Linked DNA regions of Sus scrofa: all the other regions are linked to region 1. The links are chromatin contacts, called in public HiChIP or PLAC-seq and promoter capture Hi-C maps. All regions are on one chromosome and are shown on one strand. Each heading gives the region's core, a stretch centred on a gene start, on an enhancer-like site or on the middle of the called end of the contact. The rest is flanking DNA. Distances are from core to core; before and after follow the strand shown.

The links. Promoter capture Hi-C pulls out the DNA fragments that hold promoters and counts their contacts. HiChIP or PLAC-seq counts read pairs in DNA pulled down with a chosen protein or histone mark.
Region 2: an H3K27ac HiChIP or PLAC-seq map of alveolar macrophages shows a contact between it and region 1. The contact joins the enhancer-like site here to the promoter of STAT3 in region 1. A contact is called at or near these places in 1 of 5 promoter capture datasets (liver), 16 of 47 Hi-C or Micro-C datasets (alveolar macrophages, blood, embryonic fibroblasts and 10 more) and 2 of 2 datasets of contacts at active chromatin or transcription factors (alveolar macrophages and skeletal muscle).
Region 3: a contact with region 1 is called in a promoter capture Hi-C map of fetal liver, with 2.6 times the contacts expected there. The contact joins the enhancer-like site here to the promoter of STAT3 in region 1. A contact is called at or near these places in 2 of 5 promoter capture datasets (fetal liver and liver), 15 of 47 Hi-C or Micro-C datasets (alveolar macrophages, blood, embryonic fibroblasts and 7 more) and 2 of 2 datasets of contacts at active chromatin or transcription factors (alveolar macrophages and skeletal muscle).

The regions. Positions count from the first base shown.
Region 1 is chr12:20,406,040-20,408,878 of Sscrofa11.1, forward strand. It overlaps STAT3 (signal transducer and activator of transcription 3), which reads left to right and starts at 1,277. Exons shown (of 25, transcript NM_001044580.1): 1 at 1,277-1,389.
Region 2 is chr12:20,441,836-20,444,538 of Sscrofa11.1, forward strand. STAT3 (signal transducer and activator of transcription 3) reads left to right here. Exons shown (of 25, transcript NM_001044580.1): 3 at 620-764; 4 at 1,623-1,721. Among named protein-coding and RNA genes, the nearest start is that of STAT3, 36 kb to the left of the region's middle. Within about 2 kb of position 1,451, at least 1 of the 83 cell types and tissues checked has an H3K27ac peak or open chromatin away from gene starts, as enhancers often do. A contact at or near this core is called in alveolar macrophages, where this site is marked.
Region 3 is chr12:20,466,764-20,469,463 of Sscrofa11.1, forward strand. STAT3 (signal transducer and activator of transcription 3) reads left to right here. Exons shown (of 25, transcript NM_001044580.1): 23 at 2,663-2,700. Among named protein-coding and RNA genes, the nearest start is that of STAT5A, 31 kb to the right of the region's middle. Within about 2 kb of position 1,273, at least 14 of the 83 cell types and tissues checked have an H3K27ac peak or open chromatin away from gene starts, as enhancers often do. A contact at or near this core is called in fetal liver, retroperitoneal adipose tissue and skeletal muscle, where this site is marked.

The DNA.
Region 1 (2,839 bases), core at 27-2,526:
TGGTAACACTGGATCCTTAACACACTGAGCTAGGCCAGGGGTCCAACCTGCTTCCTCATGGATGCTAGTCAGATTCATTTCCGCTGGACGGTGGGAACACCTGATAAAAGGTCCCTTTTTGGATTTCATCTTAATACCTCTTTGTACTAAACAAACACAATAAACACAAATAAGCACTAATAGCTGTTATTTTTTAAAACCCTGATTGTACCAGCACATACATACAATCCTCTATTATGCAAAGTACATCCTCTATTATGCAAGATAAAATGTCTACATTTCCTATAAACTACTGGTTTCAATGGAGTAGAACTTGCACTCGAAGTAGACAGGCGAAAAAGATAAAGGCACGCAATTTCAAGTATTTCAACTCAGACACATAAAAACAATGTGTATACGTGTCATTCTTTATCTGTACTGTCTCCTGCATTCCCGTGAACAGGCCAATGTGCGAGTCGTGTTGGCCTTTGATGCTTGAAGAGACGGAACGGAGGACGGGGTTAAATCCACTACCCTCTCCCCACGCACTCTAGTAATTACTCTACTTCCACGTCATGTTTCCGGGTGTGTGTGTCTCGACTCACGCAGAAACTGAGGTTCAAAGCAGGCGGGAGTCACCCATGTTCTTTTGGCTGTCCCCAAAAACCCAATTCAGCCGTTGAGGTCTTAGAGTATCTGGCGATACCTGGGTACTGTTTAACTGGCTGATTCCCACGTGGTAAGTGGCTCCTAACTCACCCCCACGTGGTGCCAAGGGCCGGGAAAAGGGAGAGTAGGCAAAAGAGAGCCGCATCAGGGGCATTTAAAGTGTCTTGACGTCACACACTGCCAGGAACTCAGCTGAGTTTTCAGCAGGACATTCCGGTCATCTTTCTTCCCTCCCTCCGGGTCTCTCAGCCCAAGGCCTTGGCTCTTCCCTTACTGTTGCGGAGGGAGTAGCAGTGAGCCCTCGGAACAGCCAGTACAGGGGCGTTCCCGGCCTTGTGTTGGCTCCGCCCCTTCTCCAAGGAGCTCTCCTCATTGGCAAGTGGGTGGGGCTTCGGAGATACAGTACATTCACCAGGGCCTCTGTGTGGCAGAGAAAACTGGTCGTCTCATGAATAATGCATGAGCGGAGTGCCCAGGCCAGGCGGGGGCTGGGCGGGGATTGGCTGGAGGGGCTGTAATTCAGCGGTTTCCGGAGCTGCGGCGGCGTAGACCGGGAGGGGGAGCCTGGGGTTCCGACGTCGCCGCGGAGGGAGCGAGCCCGAACAGGATCCTTGACGAGCACCCCTACTTGGCGCTCTCCCCGTGTCTAATAGGGGAGACTCTGCGGCCTGAGGGAGCCCTGCGGCCCGCACCCCGGCGCAAGCGCAGCCCCGGCCAGTCGGGCCTCAGCCGGAGCAGCAGGTGAAGGGGGTTAAGGGTGGGGCCGCCCCCCCCCTCCCCGGGCGACGGCCTCCGGGCCGGGGATCCAGGGGTGGGTGCCAGAAGGGCTGAGATGCTCTGGGGTGTTTGAGGGAGTAGTGGACAGAAGCTTCAGTAGGGCAGAGGGGATACGAAGAGACCGGGAGGGTCGTTCTGAAGGGTCGTTCCCAGGATGACAGGAGTCGGCCTCTGAAGGGACAGGGTACGCTGGAAGGAAGTTTTCATTCTTTGGAGAAAGAGGAGACGCGGTGGAAGAGTGAGAAGGGGCTCGAGGGGGAGGACCATTGGGGCCAGGGCACTCTAGAGTGGCGGTGGCAGGAGTGAGGGACAGCCCCCGACTTCCTGCTCCTTGGGGCTCTGGGGACGTTCCGGCCGCAGGAGCGACTGTCATGCTGGCGAAGATCACGGAGGGGTGGGTTGGCAAGCGCCTCCTCCCCGCCCCCCCGGCCGGGCCCGGCGGCTCCGGCTGAGCCACTTCCTCCGTCTTGTCCAGTTCCCGCTCCTGTAGGATCCAGCTGTGCCCCCCTGGAGAGGTAGGAATAGGTGTCTTCCTCCTCCAGCCTCACGGGCTGGTTGTTCATGGTTAGGGTTATTGCATAAGAATCAAGTTTCCTGTAGGGAAATTGACAATCTCGTTCTCTTTCTAAACTCCCTCTCGTCTTTTTCTAGGTTAAATCGTGTTTCTCTCCTCCCCCTTCTTAAAAAAAACCCAACAAAATAAAACCCCCATCAAACCAACTCTAGAGAGAAATAAACCTTTTTCCTCCTGGCATTGTTCTTTTATAAACACCTGGTAAACTTGGCCAAAAGATAAATAATTGAGCCCTTGCGTTTACTGGATTGTGGTGTTGCTTAATTGCATAGGCCGGAATGAACCAATCGAGAGTGGGAGTTTTCTGTCTCAGAGCCAAGGTCTTGGGTAAATGCAGAGAAGAGGGAAACAAAGACAGGCTGGCCTTGGCAGAACCAAGTGTGCAAACTTTACCTGTGTTTGGGGGGTGTGGTTGCATTTCGGTTAGCAAGATTCAAACCAACATGAAGTCATTTTCTCCATGTTTAGTCCACATCCCTCTGTGTTATACAAATTGGATGGATAGTGTTAACCCTTATTAAAAATGTATATAATGTGTATCTGCTGGTTTTTTGGGGGTGTGCATCTAAAGGGTATGTTTATTCTGCCTATGGGTTGTCATTCTTTGGCTGGTTGTGCTGATAAAGCATTGGTTTGAATAAATCAGAACAGTAAGTCTCAATCTTTTGGATTTAGGCTGCGTTATGACTGATTCAGCCAGTTTTCTATTTTCTACTAAACATGTCTGTGTTCCATGGGTCAATAGTTATTTCCTTATTACATGTGACAGACTAAGGTACTAGTAGAATTTTTGCTGAGACGTGTGCAGTGGGATGGAAAGGAAAACACCTTCAATATAAA
Region 2 (2,703 bases), core at 201-2,700, 36 kb after region 1:
CTTGATTTACAGTGTTAATTTCTGCTGTACAGCAAAGTGATTCCGTTATACATGTATATCCATCCTTTTTCACACAGGATATTGAGTAGAGTTCCCTGTGCGCTACAGCAGGACCTTGTTGTCTTCTCTTTCATAAATAGTAGTGTGTCTGTGTTAATCCCAGATTCCCCATCCATCTTTCCTCAACTCCCCCTCATTTTAGTTTTATTCAGGCCCATGACCTAGTTTTTCTAGAATTCGGTGAGGGGCCAGGGAAGTCATTCAGAGATGTTGAAGATAGGCCACCATCCTAGCCTGGGGTTGCTTATTTGCCACTAAAAATCTGGCTACAGAGTTGACTGAGAATTTAAAGCCAAACAGCGATCTGTTCACTTCACTCAAGTATTTTATAAATATAGAACTATGACTGTGGCTAATAGTATCTGGGATAATTGTTGATAATTTTTACATTGCTGATCTTTACGTTGCTGGGCAAGATGAATCTAAAATGATGTGTAAGTTAAAGCATCAGGTTTGCCCTAGTTTTTTTCCTCCTTGATGGTGATGTCTCTGTGTGTGTCCATGGATGTGCATATGTGTAGGTTTCACAACCATTCCTTATCCTTCTTCCTTTTCCTAGGGCATATGCAGCCAGCAAAGAATCCCACGCCACTTTGGTGTTTCATAATCTCTTGGGTGAAATTGACCAGCAGTATAGCCGCTTCCTGCAGGAGTCCAATGTTCTCTATCAGCACAACCTGCGAAGAATCAAGCAGTTCCTTCAGGTGCGACGAGAAACTGAACCCACAGAGGCGGGTTTTAGCTTTCCTTCCCGAAAATATTTCCCTTCTCATTTGGCTAAATTATAAGAACCTATCTAGTGTTTTATTTATTTATTGGTTTTTTGTCTTTTTAGGGCCACACCCACAGCCTATGGAGGTTCCCAAGTGGGGGCCAATTGGAGCTACAGCTGCTGGCCTACGCCACAGCCACCGCAACGCGGGATCCAGGCCGCATCTGTGACCTACGCCACAGCTCATGGCAGTGCTGGATCCTTAACCCACTGAGCAAGGCCAGGGATCGAACCTGCGTCCTCATGGATGCTAGTCAGTTTTGCTTCTGCTGAGCCACGTTGGGAACTCCTATCTTGTACTTTAAATCAAAGGAGGAGTAACTTTGGTGCCCTTTGAGCACCATTGCCTGGAAGCCACTTCTTGGGTCGGTTGAAGGAATAGTGTGATTGTTGGGTTAATCTGATTATGTTAGCATGTAAATTACATGCTTGTACCAGGGTCCCCTCATAGGAAGAAGACTCCTCCTTTTCCCTGTTAAAGGTGTGACCGTAATTAGGTATTGACAAAGTCGGTTGCCTCCCTTTAAGATCAGGATAAAACACTGTCCAAAGACAGACCGCCAGGCCTTCTCTACCCAACGTACAGCTCATCGCAACTGCTTTTCTTCTTCTCTTCTGCCCTTCATTGCGCCACCAATTGCAGCCAGGCCCTGAGGCCTTTGCTCTGTTGCTTCATGTAGTAGATAGAAGGCTTTCCCTAATTTATGAGGAAGTTAGCTTTTTAGCAACATTTCGTCCACATCTCCTTTGTCTACGGCCGCTTTTCATTCTCTGTCTCTCCTCCTTACAGAGCAGATATCTTGAGAAGCCAATGGAGATTGCCCGAATTGTGGCCCGGTGCCTGTGGGAAGAGTCCCGCCTCCTCCAGACTGCAGCCACTGCAGCCCAGGTGAGGCCCCGAGAAGAGACAAAGTGCACAATGAAAATGTGCTTCCTTCGCGTGTGCGAAGATGCGCTTGCTCTCCGAGGGTCCTTAGGATGTGCACTGACCTCCAAGGGTGGAAATGTGTGTGGGGGGTTTTTCCTTCTGGACAATGAAAATAACATTTCTCCCCTGCATATGTAATGCAGTCTCCTTCTAAAAAATCTTTAAAACATTGCAGAAAAGTACAAGGAGGAAAGGCTTTTTAAAAGGATCTGAAATGTCACTCTCTCCCTCTCTTCATTGTCTCTTCCCAGAAAACCAAAATTAATAGTGTGGAATATATCCATTTATACCTTTCTCCTGGCTCCTATAGACTGTGGAAAACACACACACACACACACTGTATGCAAATGTGTTTTACTTCTCTGTATCTTGCTTTTTTCATTTAATACTGTATCATGTAAATCCTTCCAAGTCAGGTATTATGAAGCTAACTCACTTGCCTTTATTTGCTGAGTAATATTCTGTGGTATACATTTTCTGTAATTGGAGTTCCCGTCGTGGCTCAGTGGTTAACTAATCCGACTAGGAACCATGAGGTTGCAGATTCTATCCCTGCCCTTGCTCAGTGGATTAAGGATCCGGCGTTGTCGTGAGCTGTGGTGTAGGTCTCAGACACAGCTCAGATCCTGAGTTGCTGTGGCTGTGGTGTAGGCCGGCGGCTACAGCTCCGATTAGACCCCTAGCCTGGGAACCTCCATGTGCCGAGGGAACGGCCCTAGAAAAGGCAAAAAGACAAAAAAAAAAAAAAAATACATTTTCTGTAATTGATTTGTTACCTCTTCGATAAACCTTCACTTCATTCTAGGTTTTTCCCCCCACTATAAATACTAATGCAATGTCTCCCTGTATATCTTTAGTCATCCTTTGATTTCTCTACTATAGATTTCTAGGAATGAAATTGTTAGGTCAGAGGGTGTGTGTGTGTGTCCATATGTAACATATA
Region 3 (2,700 bases), core at 23-2,522, 61 kb after region 1:
AAAAAAGAAAACATGGCAGAGAGAATTCGGGGACAGGATTCTTTGGTAACAGGACGCCCAGCCAGTGCAGCGCTTCTTACCTAGCAGAGGCTAGAAGGTTTGCAACTCAGACTTTAGTCTAGTGTGTTTCCTTTTCCCGATCACTGAACAATGTAGGCAGCATCAGGTGGGACAAAGAAAGGCCTTCTGGAGGAAATGAGTGTTAGCAGCCTTGGAACACGGTTTGAGAGCAGAATCTCGGGAGAGGGGTAATTGAAGGGGCAGATGGCAACGGGTGGGAGGGGCATGGAATTGCTACCTTGGACATGCAGCTGTCGAAAATAAGGTTTTCTTAGGGAGGTCCCTGGTGGTCTAGTGGTTCGGACTCAGGGCTTTCACCACTGTGGCTGGGTTCAAGCCCCGGTCTGGGCACTGAGATCCACACCAAGCTGCTGCACGCCATGGCCACGCAAAAGGGGAAATTGGTTTTTTTTTTTTAACGTGCAAGAGCACATTCATGTGCTTGTGTAAGTTATACATAAATGGTTTCACACGTTTAAACCCGTGTGAGCTCTGGCACCATCCTCAGTGTGGAGGGCAGAGCCCTCTAGTCTATTCTCGGTTCTGTTTGGAGCTCAGATCTGGGTTCTCTGTCTGGATCCTGACGAGGAGACGATAATTGGCCATTGTTTTTATTAACTTCTCTTCATCTTCTCTTACCGTGACCCTCGGAGGTTGGCCGTCCCGGCCCTGGCTGCTTTTGAAAAACCTTGGTTTTGTACCAATAGCTCTCACACACACACCCAGCAGCCTCCTTCCCACTTCTTCATGGGCATTCCCTCTGAGGAGCCTCGGGCTGAGCAGAATGAGCCTTGGCGGAGGGAACTGGAGCTAACAGGCGACTGACTCTCTTTTTTCCTTTGTTCTGGGGCCACGTCTCGGTCACAAGGGCACTTCCCGTCTGCCGCTTATCTCGCCTTGCACGCTGCGCTTCGGTTGGGAGATCTGTTTATCAGCCCCTGTCACCCTGCCCTGTGCCTTCTGCGGAAGGCACTTGGGTCCACGTGCTGGTCCTCGGACTGACGTGGCTTTCAGGGCCCACGCTCCCGGTCTGAGGCTGCGCCCCCCCATTCGTGGCCACCCCTCCTGTGTGACTGGGAGGCAAGGCCCTTTCCTGCCTGGACGCATCAGTGTTTCCTCGGGGCCGAGGCCGCCCTCAGGGCCCGGGGTGTGGTGTGAGGTGTGAGGTGTGGGGTCCTCCAGGGCTGAGCGTGCAACCCCTTCCTCGGGTTCCATCGTGGAGGTTTGAGCGTCTCTAGAAGGTGGATTATCTTCCCAGGACTCTTCCCTCCTCTTCACTCAGTATTTCCTCATGGCTTGAGGGAGAGAGTCCCCAAGAGAAATGACACATCCCTTATCTTACAAATTAGATAAAGGACATTTACGACCTGGTACGGAGCCATAAAGCAGCTTTTTCGTCTTCGTTCTCCTTTGCTTCTCCATCTTCGTTCTCCTTTGCTTCTCCCTTGGCAGCTCAGGCCAAAGCTGTTTTGTCTCAGCACCATTGCTCACTGGGGGAATTAAAACCTTTTCTGTCTTGGGCCCCTCCGTCCTGGGCCCAAGTGGATTTATAAGACACCAGAACCCTGCCTCAGTAGCTTCTTTGGATTTTGTACTGAGTTAATCTGTTTCTTGGCCAAAAATAAACACAGACGGCGGTCTCAGGGCCCCTTGGCGACGCTTTTTCTCAGGCTGTCGTACTTTCTGATCCCTCAGCCTCCCAGTAAGCCCCAAGCTTGATAACCGTGCTTCTCTCAGCCCACCCCACCCCGCCACCTGCCTGCTAAGTCCCATGTTCCCCCAAAGCCTCCCAGTCCCATGCCACTGTCTCCAGGGTTCCTTGAGCTCTTAGCATCAGCATTTAGCCCTTAATTTCACTTGTTTCAGTCCTCACATTTCTAACTCTCCTGTGAATAAGGATACTAAATGGCAGAGATGGGCTTCTCCCTCCTACACATGAGAGAGGAAGGGCCTTGCCGAGACCCCTTAGCCGCTGAAGAGAGAATGAGGCCTGGGCCTCCTGTCTGCCAGACCAGAGCCGATTGCTCCACGCGACAGCCTCCCTGTGGAGGGGCTCTTCTGGGTGATGCAGTTGTCCAGCAGGGGCCTTTCTAATCCCCTCACCTGACAATGCCATAGGGACAGACAAGTCCTGAAAGGAACAGAAACTGTCGTCGCCCCCCCCCCCCACCTCCCCCAGCTTCGGCACTGCATTAACCCTTTCCACCTGCTCTTCACCGCTGCGGTACCTGAGCAAGACATGGTGCCCCGACGACGTGGGCTCAGCCCTGCATGAGGAGAAGTTATCTAAGAGATACAGCCAGGCCAGAACCTAATCCTCAGACCACACGCAAGCAGTTAAACTCTTTACCTGAGCTGAGGGAGGGAGGAACACCCGGCCGCCCCTCCTCTGGGCTCGGGGACAAGGTGCCAAAGCGTCTGGGACATCAAAGCGTGTACAGGGAGGGCGGGCAGGTGAGCTTCCTCCGAGGGAAATGGGAGTTCCAGACAATCTCTGGTCCAGGATGGAGTGAGTTTCAGGTCAGCATTGGGGAAAGGCTTCCTCCTGCCCGGGACCCAGGGTGGAGTCAGAATCAGTGAGCCTGAGTTTTCTCCTTCCCAGGTGCTGCCCCATACCTGAAGACCAAGTTCATCTGTGTG